2 separate regions of the Mus musculus genome follow, and region 1 is linked to region 2. Evidence: chromatin contacts called from public Hi-C data. All regions are on one chromosome and are shown on one strand. The core of a region is the stretch at or near the end of the contact, and the rest is flanking DNA. Distances in the headings are between cores, read along the strand shown. Region 1 has its middle 7.0 kb from the start of Gm29050. Region 2 has its middle 20 kb from the start of Gm34259.

Evidence for each region. Hi-C and Micro-C count contacts between places; a contact is called where the count stands out from the background.
Region 1: a Hi-C map of the N1E-115 cell line shows a contact between it and region 2, with 6 times the contacts expected there. The contact joins two enhancer-like sites. A contact is called at or near these places in 1 of 15 datasets of contacts at CTCF or cohesin (embryonic stem cells) and 1 of 484 Hi-C or Micro-C datasets (the N1E-115 cell line).

The regions. Positions count from the first base shown.
Region 1 is chr17:5,400,994-5,407,973 of GRCm38.p6, reverse strand. No RefSeq gene overlaps it. Among named protein-coding and RNA genes, the nearest start is that of Gm29050, 7.0 kb to the left of the region's middle. Within about 2 kb of position 5,718, at least 44 of the 459 cell types and tissues checked have an H3K27ac peak or open chromatin away from gene starts, as enhancers often do. A contact at or near this core is called in the N1E-115 cell line, where this site is marked.
Region 2 is chr17:4,589,417-4,596,224 of GRCm38.p6, reverse strand. No RefSeq gene overlaps it. Among named protein-coding and RNA genes, the nearest start is that of Gm34259, 20 kb to the left of the region's middle. Within about 2 kb of position 3,779, at least 2 of the 459 cell types and tissues checked have an H3K27ac peak or open chromatin away from gene starts, as enhancers often do. A contact at or near this core is called in the N1E-115 cell line, where this site is marked.

The DNA of each region.
Region 1 (6,980 bases), core at 4,469-6,968, 810 kb before region 2:
ATTGGGGGGGGGGGGTGTTCTTTACCCATCTTTTATTTTTAACCAGTTCTCTGGGGAGGAAAAAAAATCTCGGCCTTTGAATACAGAGAAGAAAAGGTTGAGGCAGGTTGAATGGGTGCAGAGCGGACTCTTCCTACCTCATGCACTCTCTGCCTAACAGATGGAACGACCTCCACCGGATAGGAGAAAGTGAGAATTCCTGTATCCGATGAAGGAATAAAAAGAGCATCATTAACCCAGACTCTCTCTATAGAGTCCTACCTTGTAAGCTCCTTGAGAGTAGGACCTTGTAAGTGTGGCAGTGTCTGCCACAGGGGCCATATAGGCTGTACTGATGGCTGCCATGTGCTGAGAAGAAGAGCTGAGGGAGGCTCAGGATGCGATGAGCTTCACAGGAGTTGAAGGTACACGTGTCCAAAAGGATGAAGGAAACTTGCTTCTTTGGCACGCCTAGTGTTCAATTAGCCCTGTCCCGGCACTTCACAGCCCCATGGGAGTAACCTAGCCTGCATCACCTTGTTGATAGGGACAGCTTTCCTAGAAGGCTTTTGTCTTTTAAAGGCAAAAAGAAAGGAAGGGAGATGAGACCCTAAAAGAGCAAGCGAGTGATATCACTAAAGTGTTTTTCCATGGGACTCAGCTGCCAGAGCATTTAGCCGTTTATCTATTTCTTTCATACCAGAGGCATATTGTTAAATTGGTTAATGGGAAGGAAAAATGTTTAAGAGATAATGTTATTCTTTATGAGAGGAGCCATCTGTGTATGAGTCCTGAATGTCCCCGGATACGGAAGCGAGGAAGTGCTGTGGAATTTCACGTCTGTCTTCTTTGCTGTCTTTATCTTGGGTAGAGTATGACAAACATAATCACATTTATCTCCTGGAGCAGAAAGGGTTTTAATCACCCTATTAGCCAGGATGACATTTTTCACAGACTTAAAAAGGAATAGAGCAGACATTATCTCCCCATAAGCAATCCTTTTCATGGAGACTGAGCACTAGAAATGCTTTAAATGGAGACAAGGCAGCCATTTCCATTTCCCATCTAAGCCGACATTAAGGAGGCTGTCGGTAAGATGTGGCTTCCGCTGGGTGCGTGGTAAGCTTTATTCTTAGAACTGTAAGCCCCCAGCTGTTGGAGAAAGCCACAGTGAAAAACCACGGTGGGCAGAGAGGAGCAGACCTCAGGTTTCTGAGAAAACAACCCCTACTCAGATAAGTTCCCACTGCCTGTTAGACAGTTAGCTTTCCCAGACCTTTTAGGGAAGGTAGGGGGCGGGGCTTAGAACACGTGGTTTCGAGACTTTGACCTAAAGAAACAAGGATTCCAGTGGAATGGAGAGTGAGCATCTGCCCCTAAGCCCAGCAGAGTCAAGGTGGATTGCGGTGACTTCTGTCACCGTCCTCATCCCAGCTCCAAGGCTCACGACACCTGCCAACAGGAGCCAACAGGAGCCTGGCACACCAAGTCTGTCTAGTAGGTGTTTACCCTCATGATTAGTGTGGACTAAACTTGCAAATTAATCCTTGCAACCTAAGAGGGAAGCAAAGAAATTAAGGAGGGTAGATGGAGACAAAAATAATTAAAATCCACTGAATGTAGCTATTTCACTTGGGGCAAAAATTTAATCTCTCCTAGGTTTTAATCGAAAAGAATGTTGCTTATATTCTTATTTTTGTGCATTTCTTTGAAATGGTGAGTGGTGTACAAGTAAGAGAGAAAATTCTTCAAATACTTAAATTCCCTGAGAGATAGTATAATGCGTATTTTAGTATTTTATCAAGCTCAGTTTAGGTATTTCTCCTTCCAGCCAAAAGTCTGCCTAATTTATTGTTTCACTAATTTGCTCTATCACTGTACAGCAACCCCCGGGGTCTCTTGCTGTCCTTAGGATTGTTGGGAGTTGAGGTCTGTGAGTACTCAGAAGGAGGGCAATCACCCCTCACCACAGCGCAAGAGTCGGTAACAGCGAAGCCAGAGGAAAGTCCATCTGATGGCAGAGAACTCAGCCTGGGAGAAAATCAGAGTGCATTACTAAGAAACATAGTTCCAGGATTAGCGGCGATTCAGAGCCTTAACGTAGTCTTTTTACGTGAGCTGGATCAAGCCCTTTGCCTCTTTGTCATCTGATGAACCACGGTCACATTCTAAAAAGAACTAATGTTTAAAAAAAAATGCAAGTGAGGGCTGACAAGATGGCTCAGCGGGTAAAGCCACTTGCTCGCAAGCCTTAGGACCGGAGTTCCATCCCTGGGACCCACATGGTGGAAAGAGAGAACAGATTCCGACATGTTGTCCTTTGACCTCCATATGAGCTGTGTGACACCAGTGTAAGAAAGAAAGATGAATAAATGTGATTTTTCTACAAGCAGGTGACTGTCTAAATATGCTCACAGACATAAGGGTAAAGGCCACGCTTGAGAGATGCTCACAGAAGCCAACTCAGGCAAGCTGAGCAAACTTGGTGTGTTTATAGCACCTGCTCACCTGAAAAGCTACAAAAGAGACCCTTCCTGCTGCCCTTGACACTGCGGGCTGAGGTAGTTTGTCCAGGTTTGCAGATGCCACAGTGGCTGAAAGAGGGTCTGTTGTTGGGAGCTAAGGCCCCTTACAGGAACCTCAGCTTCTTTGTAAGCATTTGCACAATGCTGAGCCTCAGCTCCTCCCTTGTCCAGGGTGGGGGAGTCTGTTTTGGCTTCACCCTGGGATTGCTGACACCTACTGTGACCTGGTCACAGAGCTGTTCCTGGAATAAATTAGGCAAACCAGCCAGCCACTCGCTTCTCTTGAACCTCCAGTACCCTAGAAAGACCACTAATTCCATCCATTTTGCACCCCCCCCCCCCACCATGTAAGCCGCCACCCTGTATCTTACTTTTTCTCAAGTCGCTAAATCGTCCCAAGCTGAGTGCTATCACACATGAATTACCTGCCATGACAAACTCCCAGGTCAGCTGTTTTCCAGAGCTGTGTCTGCCCAGAGGCGGAGGGAGTCATCAGAAAGGGTTCAGTCGCCAGGTTAATGTCCCCTCAGTTTCGGCGTGTGAAGCTCCCTCCGTGCTCCGGCAATAAGCGCTCAAATTACAGCCAGCTTCTCTGCTCATTCTCAGACACAGGGCAGGGCAAGTGTCTTCTAGGCCCTGGGCCATCATGACCTGTGCAAATGCTTTATTCCCGTTGGCTCCAAACTTCTAAATCATCCTCTCAGAGTTAAATCCAGTGGCTCAGTAGCTGAACCAACCGGATGCCCGGGGCTGGGATCCCGGCAACCCGATAGCGTGTGGTGACATTCAGCCCCAGACCTGCCCAGGGAGTCCAATCTGCTTCCAGCAGCTGAACTCCTTAGGAAGCCTTAGGTAGTGCCCACCTCAGAAAACATCTGAAAACTTCACAGACCACATAGCTCATTTCCAAACCCCATCTATTTCCTAACAGCTATCGATAGCCTGGTCTATGCCACAACACACCAAGAATATTCTCTGTGGCTAAGTCTCCTTCATCCCAAATGGAGGTGAGTCCTCAGACTCATGCAGCCGTGGTGAGGAGACACACTGGATCCCCCTCATCCCTAGCACCTCTCCTCCCAAGGCTACAGCCTCCTCCCTCTGAAGGCACAGCCAAGTTGACCCGGAACTGATAGAATTAAGTATATAGCAAAAGAGAACTTACTAGATTGGCTAACATGGTACTGCCAGAGTAGTCCAAGGATGGCTCTCTTATGGGGGAAGCTGAAAACTCAGGAGCTGATAAGTGTTTGAGGCTGGGTACCGCAGGAGTCCTACTGTAATGCAGGGGGCCTAAGGAGCCTTGGAGAGCTGACGGTCTTCAATTCACATTGCAAACCTGAAAAGCTGGTGCTACTATCAGTGAGTGACTGGGCAGCAGCAACAGCAGATGAGTTTGCCAGTGCTTCTTCTCCTTTTATTTGGGCTGCTCCCAGGAGGTACCACCCACATTTAGGGTGGGACTTCCCACATCAATTAAAGCAATCAGGATAACCTACCACAGGCTAACCTCACGCAGACAATCCCTCTCTGAAGCCCGCGGGTGATTCTAGGTTAACAACTTAACCATCAAAGGCCCACCGTCTGTGTCTCTGAAATAGGTATAAGATCTCCTGTGTCACTGTGTTAGTGTGTAAAGTGGACTGTGTGAATAATACAGCACACACCTCGTGTCTCTCCTAACCCCTGCCTGCACTGTTAGCACACAGAAGCAGAGGTGAGTTAGGTAGCACTATCACCAGCCAATTCCCTGTCCCTTACATGTCTGTCTGTCACCCCATCTCTCTCTCTCCTCTCTCTCTCTCTCTCTCTCTCTCTCTCTCTCTCTCACACACACACACACACACACACACACACACACACACACATTTTAAGAGACCATGGAACATCTACAGAGACACGAGGAAGGCTGGGATTCCTCCATGTTGGGGTGACCAGGACCCAACAGTTTACTCCAGTGAGAGAAGGGGAAGTGTAGACTTAGCTGTTGTCCTGACGGAGCCTGTGGCTCTGAGGAACCATAGCCATTACAGAATTACAGAATTGCAGCCTACCTGGGGTGGGGTCTGAGCAAATGCGTATCTCATGGGTCCCCTAAGCTTGCTTTTGTTACCTCTTGGCAGGTTACCCCTCTCAGTATGATGTTCTAGGCACCTGCCAGTTCCCTGAGGGCAGTGGCTGATTGCACTCAACAGTCTACTTTGGAGCCTTGTGTGCTTGGGGACCCTGGGTGGCTCACTTGTTCTGTCCAGAACGTGGGAGACTGGTGCTGCAGATGCAATGGCCCCAGCCAAGGACCACTCTTCTGTTTTGCCATGCGTCCCAGAAATGCATTCTTGCAGCAAGTTCTCTAGCTACTGGCAGTTACCTTCCTAGACCACAATATAAGTCACTGCAGCCTCATTCCCTTGAATTCTACCCCTCCACAGCCTCTATGTTCACCGGCCTGAAAAAAAAAATCAGCCTAGTGTCACTGTGCCCTCTAAGCAAGCCGTTGCCATTCTTGGTAACTCCCAGACTTGGACTTCTGGACTGCATAGCAAACCATCGCTTTCATCCCAGCCACTAGGGCCAAGGGAGCCAGCTGAAGGGCACCATCTGCCCTGCAGAGTGCCAGCAGGGGGCGCAGAGTCCTGCCAGAGTGACCAGAGAGGGTGGGGCTGACTGGCTGGAGCCTCCGGGTATAGGCTGTGGCCTGCACCTGTGGGTCTTACTCTTTTGTTAAAGGGAGTGGGACAGAGCAAAAGGATCTGGCAGCATCCTCCCGCAACACACACCAATAGCGGGACATACTGTGCACCGGCCGACAAGGGACAGGCACAGAACTTCTTAGCTGACCAATATTTGAGCCGGGCAGGAGGGAAACCCATCCGAAAGGACAAGCTTACAAAAGGCTTTGGGTTGGTGATTAAGACTAGATTTAGATTTGGTTTATAAACAATGCAAATAGAAAACAAATTTTCTGAGTTTGGGACAAATGACATTGGTATTTTCCTTCCTTCCTTCCTTCCTTCCTTCCTTCCTTCCTTCCTTCCTTCCTTCCTTCCTCAGAGGCACAATTGTTATGGTTGGCACTAGGTAGGGACATGGCACAACTAGACAGATAGCCATCCTGTTAAAAACTTGGAGTTTCTCGCGAGGGAAAAGGGAAAGACACCAGAAAGAGTGGAAAGGACTAGAGCGAGGCACTATCCCCAGCAGCCAGGAGGGGGCGCAGAGCCCGGCGGGAGTGATTCTAAGGCTGCGAGCAGGAGGGCGTGGCCTGTGTTCTGAACCCCCTGGAGCCCTCTGGAGCCCCCTTCCTTCTGGTAGGGGAGAGCAAAAGGGAACATGAGGCCATGCTGTAGCTGGGCGGGACCTCTACTTGGTCTCCCCAAGTGGAGATGGGGCACAGCTCTCTGGCTGGGAGCGCAGAATCTACTAGGGCTCCTGTCTTGCAATCTCCAGAGAGCTCCAGGCACGTCAAGAAAAGCTCTGTAGGCGCTGGGTTCTAAGCACTCATGAGCAAGAGGACCTTCTAGAGACTTCTGTTGCCAAGCTCAGGGAGACACAGCGATTCTGAGTCCCACTGGAGGGACTTAGATAGGACTCAAGGGATAGGAGGGGGCGCACAGTGGCTGGCCCTAGTGGTGTTTGCTATATTCAGGAACTATTATTAAAGCTTTGTCACATACAGCCTCACAACGGGAACGTCGTCATCATCATCATAATCACCACCACCATCATCTCTATCATCATTGTCATCGTCGTAGGCGTCATCGTCAGTACCGTGAGGACAGGGAACAGTGTGCCTAGAAAAGTCAAAGAATATCCTTGCAGAGTGACACAGCTGAGAGTCAAATCAGACAGAACAACCGAGTCCCTGTCACACGCCCAAAAAGCGTTGTGGCTCAGACTCAAGGCCACGTCTGACTGTGGGTGAGAGGGGAAACAAACCGGAAAGTTCTGTATTTCCCGACCAAGGGCAAGACAGGAATGGAAGACCCGGTACCGCATGCCTGTCTAACTGCTCTTACAGGGCCAGCTAACAGACTCCTGCTGTACTACAGGAGACCAATATGCCACTACAATATACTCCGCTGCATTCCTGGCCTGGTACAGCATCATAGATCAGAGGGTGGAGTTAAGATCTTGAGGCTCAGGGTGGGGGTGGGGAGCGTGAGAGGTGCCCTGGGTAAAAGCAGATACAAAAGCCATACAAATGTGCTGACCTGAGTTCAACCCTCAGTAAGTAAGGTGTAAGGTGAGAACTCACTCCAGAGAATTGTCTCTAACCTCCGTATGTGTGCCATGCCAGCGCCGCCGACCATGTAATAATAGATAGATGCTAATATGTTAAACAATAATAATGAATTAGTATTCTCAGAGGCCCCAATTCCTTGCCCTCAGCTCTGGCTCCATACCTGTTCTGTTGGTCCTCCTCTGCATATCTTTACTGACAGCAGTCCATAATGAAAGTGCCCTGAATCTCTAGCC
Region 2 (6,808 bases), core at 2,530-5,029:
GAGCCTTTCCCACACAGCTCAGCTGGACCTTGTTTTTTTTTTTTTTTTTTTTTTTTTTTTGTAAGTCATGATGTTTGACCTCTGCAGTTGGTCTCACTATAAGCCACAGTGTCATAGAAGGGGAATAGTCATATTCTGGTTGCTGACTTTGCAGGTGAAGACAGCCATCCTGTTCTGGACATTGATAGGCAACCCGGAAGCTGGCAGAAGCAGGAGAGAGATGATAGGTTGAAAACAGTCAAGTCTTTGAAAGTTTTTATCCAGTTCACTGCATGTAAGGAAGCTGCTTCTTCGTCTTTCTAGGGACTTATTAGGGGCTTATCATTAGAATATGATTTCCCTCATATACAGAATTGGATTTCTGGGAGTAATGAGGACATTAACTGAAGTGTTTTCCCTGACATGGTACAGGGATCAATTGGTCAGCTTGAAGTCAGCTGACAGAAGTGTGAAATTCAGGGTGCATGTGCTCTCTACTCTGTGTTTATGGCTTTGTTTGGATTATTAGTTGCCTATAGTTTGCGGTTACTCAGGAGGCCATGAGCATCAAAAGTCCAGATTCTCACTGAAGGGAAGAATCCGGCACTGCCAGGACCCTGGCCAGAGTGCTGTGATTGTATTATATTCATAATTGTTTGGAGCTGGATGGACGGTTTGTCCAATTCCATCACACATGATTATTTCCTTCTCTTGCCTTGTAAATTGGATAAAACTCTTATCAGTCCACGCACAGGCCTAGGAAGAGGCCTGAGTTTTTTAACCCCCTACACTGTGCTTAGAGAGAATTTTCACATATCTAAAAATACCAGGCTTGAGCTATTTCTTTAACACTGTTGCTGTAGAGACTTCTTTTTGACTCAACCAGTCCCTGCTGTAAGGAGCACAGGTTGCAATGATTGGAAATGCGCAAACAGGAGCATGACAGTTGGCCAATATAAGGACCTGCCCCAGCGCTTACTGCATGGGGGTCTTGGGCAATATTATCCTTCCCATACCTTCTCTTGGCGGTTGGCCAGGAAAGTAGTACTCTTGAAATTTCTCTGGAGAATCTTGGGCCTGCCATACTATACAATGTGTGGATGGTTCTACTTGTACGAGGTAGACAGATAAAGAGAGATCTGGTTGGGGAAGGGAAGCAGTTATAGTGCAGAGTTCAGTTATGTATTTCTTTCTCTATCTATGCACATCCAGCTCCTACGTGCATGAAACTTGCATAGTGCACCAAGTGTGTGGACCCACGTATTAGTCAGGGTTCCCTAGAGTCACAGAACTTATGGGTCGTCTCTATATAGTAAGGGAATTTGTTATGATGACTTACAGTCTGTAGTCCAACTCCCCAGCAATGGTCAGCTGTGAATGGAAGTCTAAGGATCTAGTAGTTGCTCAGTCCCACAAGGCAAACAGGGGAAAGGAGCAAATCTTCCTTCTTTCAATGTCCTTATATAGGTCTCTAGCAGAAGGTATGACCCAGGTTAAAGGTATATTCCATTCCTGGATCTGGGACTTGCTTTGTCCCAGATGACCTTGAACTTGGAGGTCTCCACGCCTTAGTCTCCTGGGATTCATAGCCACTATGCCTCAAGATCCCCATGCCAATATCTAGATCAAAAACTTGTATCTCCCAATCTCAAGATCTGAATCATAGGTGAGCCCCCCAATTCTGGATTGTAGTTCATTCCAGATATAGTCAAGTTGACAACCAGGAAGAGCCACTACAACCCTGATGTGCTTTGTATTCTCCCTGGGAAGGTGCAGAGATGGCATTGCCTCTGTCCACAGAAGAGCAACTAAGGCTCACAGTCACCTCGTGTCATTCAAGCAAAAGATTTCACTGTGACCCCAACCTTTGCCTCTGACTCTGTGGCTAGTATTCTTCCCACCATAATCCCCAAGGCAGACTTTCTAGCTGTGAAATGCAAACCTTGGGTCAGAGAAAGGATCTATTTGGCTTTGAACTTCCTTGGGTATCAGAGAGATTTCGTTAGAGGCAGAAGTTGGAAGATAGAGCTTAGGTCTCTCTGTCCAGTGAACTTGACCAAAGGCATTTATGGAAGGGTGCATGTCCCAAAGGGTATGGGGTGACAGAGCCCTGAAAATGCACAGGTACCTGAGACCCACTCAAGGATTGAGGTTGCAGTTACACCCTTTGATCTACATTCAGTTGTTGCTTCTATACCTGGTAGAGGCAGAGCTGGGAACCATGCCATCACTAAAGACAAACAACACTCCAAATTGTGTATGAGCAAGCCTAGTACATTCCATGTTATGGATAACTGGCACTTCCTGGGGTAAACAGATTGGATGTGATTCTCTGTGTATTACTAAGGGATGACATTACCGGGGTTCTTAGATATAATTTTAAACAAAACACTTTTAATTTTCACTTTGGGCTCTAAGGTTATTTTACAATTATAGTGTGACTCTCAGGATCCCAGAGTTCAATTACCTACTTTAAAATAGGAATATCAATGTACAAAAGTATTTTCTATTGTTTAAAAGATGGACTTATGTATTAATAGATACATATAACAAATATAAACAACGTCAAAAAGCAAGAAAGGCAATCACATATTTAAAAACTCTTTTATTACTATTCAACAAGGGGGAAAATTGTTCTATTGTGCCACTTAATGGAAAGCATTCTGGAGGGAGCAGCTGCTGACATCACTGCTAACATGGCACAAGAGTGTTCATGGTTTTATAGAGCATTTTAATTCTTTTATGCACTGTTTCTATCACTGTATCCCATTTCATTGTGTGAGTTTTCTATTTTCTTCTGGATAATATCATGTTTCTGGGTTTTACTCTACGAGAGGGATGCTGGCTTGCCTGTGACAACTCATCCCGCTTGGTAGTCATGGTTGGTGGAGCCTTCTAGGCTGTCCTTTGTGTCTCTTCTCCCTTGTCCTCATTTGATCCAAAATGAAGATACTATCTTGTCATTCATCCCTCGTAAGAGAGAAAGCAGAGAGAAAAAAAAAGCCAGCCACAGTGTCCTAGCCCCTCTTTCCAGTTTAATTTGTGGAGGCGGAGCCAAGGGGGATCTGTCAGACTCTTCTTGTTTCCAAGAAGAAGGTCTTCCGAGGCACTTCATGCCTCTGTGTGGGGATACGAAGAACAAGACACATTTCATAACTTTTCTGCAACCCTGACAACTGTGCTCTCCTGAGGCTTCCTAGGGACTAGAGTGCCCTTCACAGGCAATGGCCAGTTCCTGGCCCTGGATCTCCAGCAGGTTACAGACTTTCTTCTGTTCTTGTTCTCTTTCTGACCAGCCTTGGGCTCTGCGTGCCCTGCGTGCAGGAGGCCAGACGGTCTGCAGCATGGTGGAGCATCCAGGGACCTCCTCTTCCTGTTCATCTCTGTGGGACCGGAGGTGGCAGCTGGGGATGAACATGGGTCACTTCAAGGCGTCTGGCAGAGAGTGCTACATCTGTTCCTACTACCAGCAGACAGGATGAAAGTAATTATATCCAGGTCCTGGATAAAACGCCAATGCTCGAAAACATAATGCAGACTACTGTTCTTCACTAGAGAGGATCTGTTAGTGTCACAGAAGCTCTGGTGTGGGCCTCTCTAATGAAGTCAGCATCTCCACAGGGCACAGTTGGAAGGTGTTGCTGGGAGCTGAGGCACACTCCCATTCAGACCACTGGCTTATAGAAAAGCATCTAGAAGTGTCTGGAGGCCGAGTAATGAGCCAGGCTGGGTATCTTTTCTCCGGGCCTTTTGGCTCCCTGGCACCAAGGGAGGGCTTGGAATGTTTGGAGCAGAGAGCTGGATGGTGGGAAGATAGGTACATGGGATAATGTGCAGAGTCCCATCATGCTTCACTGTTCAAGGGGCCACTGCCAGGTGCCTTCGTGAGCGAATGAGGGCAGCGGCAAGAGTCAGGACCAGAAGTAGGCAGATGTCTGCCCCCTTCTGTGTCTGCTGCCGATTGGCCAAGTGACTATAACACGCCTACTTGATTTTTCTGGGTTTACCTTCTTACCTAGAAACAGAAGATGAGACCAGGTAGGGGGTAGGTAACAGCTTCTGAACTCCAAGGTTCAAAAGTGTTTCTGAAAAACAAAAAAACAAAACAAGAAAAAAAACCATGACTGCTCAGGTGACTCATCTCATTTTAGTCCACCCAGCAGGGAAGTAGGGACAGAGATACCTCCAACATCCCATGACCCAGTTACCCCGATGCAGCTTGGCATATAAGTTACCCTAGCCCTAGTGCAAATGGGACTGTTCGGTCATGCGTATGTACACAGAAAGATAGACCGCTCAAGTGTGTCATATGGTATGCACATCACAGAAATGTGTTCATGTCAAATGTCATCTTGCTACCTGTCTCTTCAGTGAACTTGTTCGGACCCCAGGGGACCTTTGTATCTTTCAGAGTCCACACCCAATACCTTGGATATGGAGGCAGATAGCCACCCATCGCAAGCAAGGCCTTAGTAACCACCTTTGGGGCTGTCTTTCACTAACTGTAGGGGCCTGAACGAGTGACTTCATATCTCCAGGTTACCATTTACTCCCATGGAAAATAGCCATAATAATAACATCTCCTTGGTAAGTGTTTTCAGAGCTAAATTGAGCAGTACATGATAAATCTTTAGTGCAGTGTCTGGCCCATGAAAAGGTCCAGTAAGTGTTTACTAGACATTCTGGATGTAATTTCATTAAATTCCGGGTATAATTTCATTTTTCCCATGTCTGTCATTTAACTGATCACTGTGATGTTTGCTATTATGCACATTGCTGCACTGACCACTTTCTAGGTGAGTTAGATAGCTGTCTGTGCACTTAAGACATGTTCCTAAAAGCACAGCCTTGGAGCTGAAGAGCATGCGTGCTTCAGCACTATCAATACACAGAGCCAAACTGGCTTATGGGAAGGTGGAAGTTGCCCATGAAAGTAGCTATTCCCCATACCCATAGCCAGTAGATACTAAACATACTTACTGTCCTTATTTTTCTAATTCACTATAGGGTCTACCTCCTTATTGTTTTTGGAGGGAGGCTGGTCTGGAACTTGTTTGTAGCCCATGCTTGTCTCAAACTTGTGGCTATCCCCTGCTTAGCCTCTTGAGTAGCAGGATTATAGCTGTGAGTCAGCAGGGCACAGCCTAGCTGCTTCCTTGATTTGTGAGGGTAGCAACTCTTAGCTTTCATATGCTAACACCCAAGAGAGACAATTGCCAGTCAGGCACATTTCAAATTCAAGCCATACCACTCTTCCTTTGACCCCCCAAAGCCTCATATTGAGAGCATTTGTCTCCTGACTGGTAGCAGCACTGTATTGAGAGGCTGTGAAATATTTAGGTGGCAAAGAGGCCTTTGTGGTGGCAGTAGGTCACTGAGGGCTGGCCTTGAAGTTTACACCAGGCCCTTGGTTCCTATCTAACTCTCTCTGTTTCTTGGTCCACTAGGATGTGACTAACCTCCATGGTATGCTTCTACTACCATGGTGACTGAACCCTCATCAGCAGCAACAACAATACCAACAATAGCAACAACAAAACAACCACCACCACCACTACCACCACTACCACCACTACCACCACCACCACCACCACCACCACCACCACCACCATCATCAACAACAACAACCAACCTGTGCTTTTCTTAACCTGTTTCCCTCAGATGCAATGGTCACAACCAATAACTCAGGGATTCTGGGTAACTTTACTTGCAGGTCTGTCCCTTAGATTCCTCATCTGTAAAATGATGCTAGCACTACCTTGCAGTACTAGTGAAGGGATTGAATTGTTTATTGAGTAGTGTTGTGACTGTTGCGTGGTTCCAGAAAGACCACACCAGGCCAAACTGTTCCACGTGAGATTTATTAAGAGAGAAAAGGGCAAGGTGGTGGTGGAAAGAGGAGGGTTGGGGGAAAAGAGTGAGAAATCAGAGGGGCCTCCTTTATATATGGATCGTGATATAGCCACAGGTAAAGGTGGGAGGTGAGCCAAGTAGATTCTAGGAATATGGTGGCTATGGCCTTAGCAACAGGTGTGTGGGTCGCTCTGTCACCTATGTGATGTCACAGGTTTTAGAGGTCCTGATACCAACATGCAGGGTGCCCAGAACACCATCTGGATGTAACAAGTGCTCAGATGACAACAGGACTTGTTTCTGAGTCTTGACTCCTCTTTTCTCCCCCACCCTTACCAATTCTTTTTCCTTTCTACTCAACTATCCAAGTTGTCCTTATGACTGATGACTTCTAAGGCTCTATTCTTGACTGTCCCAGCTTCCACTCACTTCTTGATCTCATTTCTTTTCTTTTTCTTTTTTTATTTATTAGGTATTTTCCTCATTTACATTTCCAATGCTATTCCAAAAGTCCCCCATACCCTTCCCCCAACCCCCTATCTACCCACTCCCACTTCTTGGCCCTGGTGTTCCCCTGTACTGAGGCATATAAAGTTTGCAAGACCAATGGGCCTCTCTTTCCAATGATGGCCGACTAGGCCATCTTCGGCTACATATGCAGGCAGAGACACAAGCTCCGGGGGGTACTGGTTAGTTCATATTGTTGTTCCACCTATAGGGTTGCATATCCCTTTAGCTCCTTGGGTACTTTCTCTAGCTCCTCAATTAGGGGCCCTGTGATCCATCCAATAGCTGACTGTGAGCATCCACTTCTGTGTTTGCTAAGTCCCGGTATAGCCTCACAAGAGACAGCTTTATCAGGGTCCTTTCAGCAAAATCTTGCTAGTGTATGCAATGGTAACAGCATTTGGAGGCTGATTATAGGATGGATCCCCGGATTTGGCAGTCTCTAGATGTTCCATCCTTTCGTCTCAGC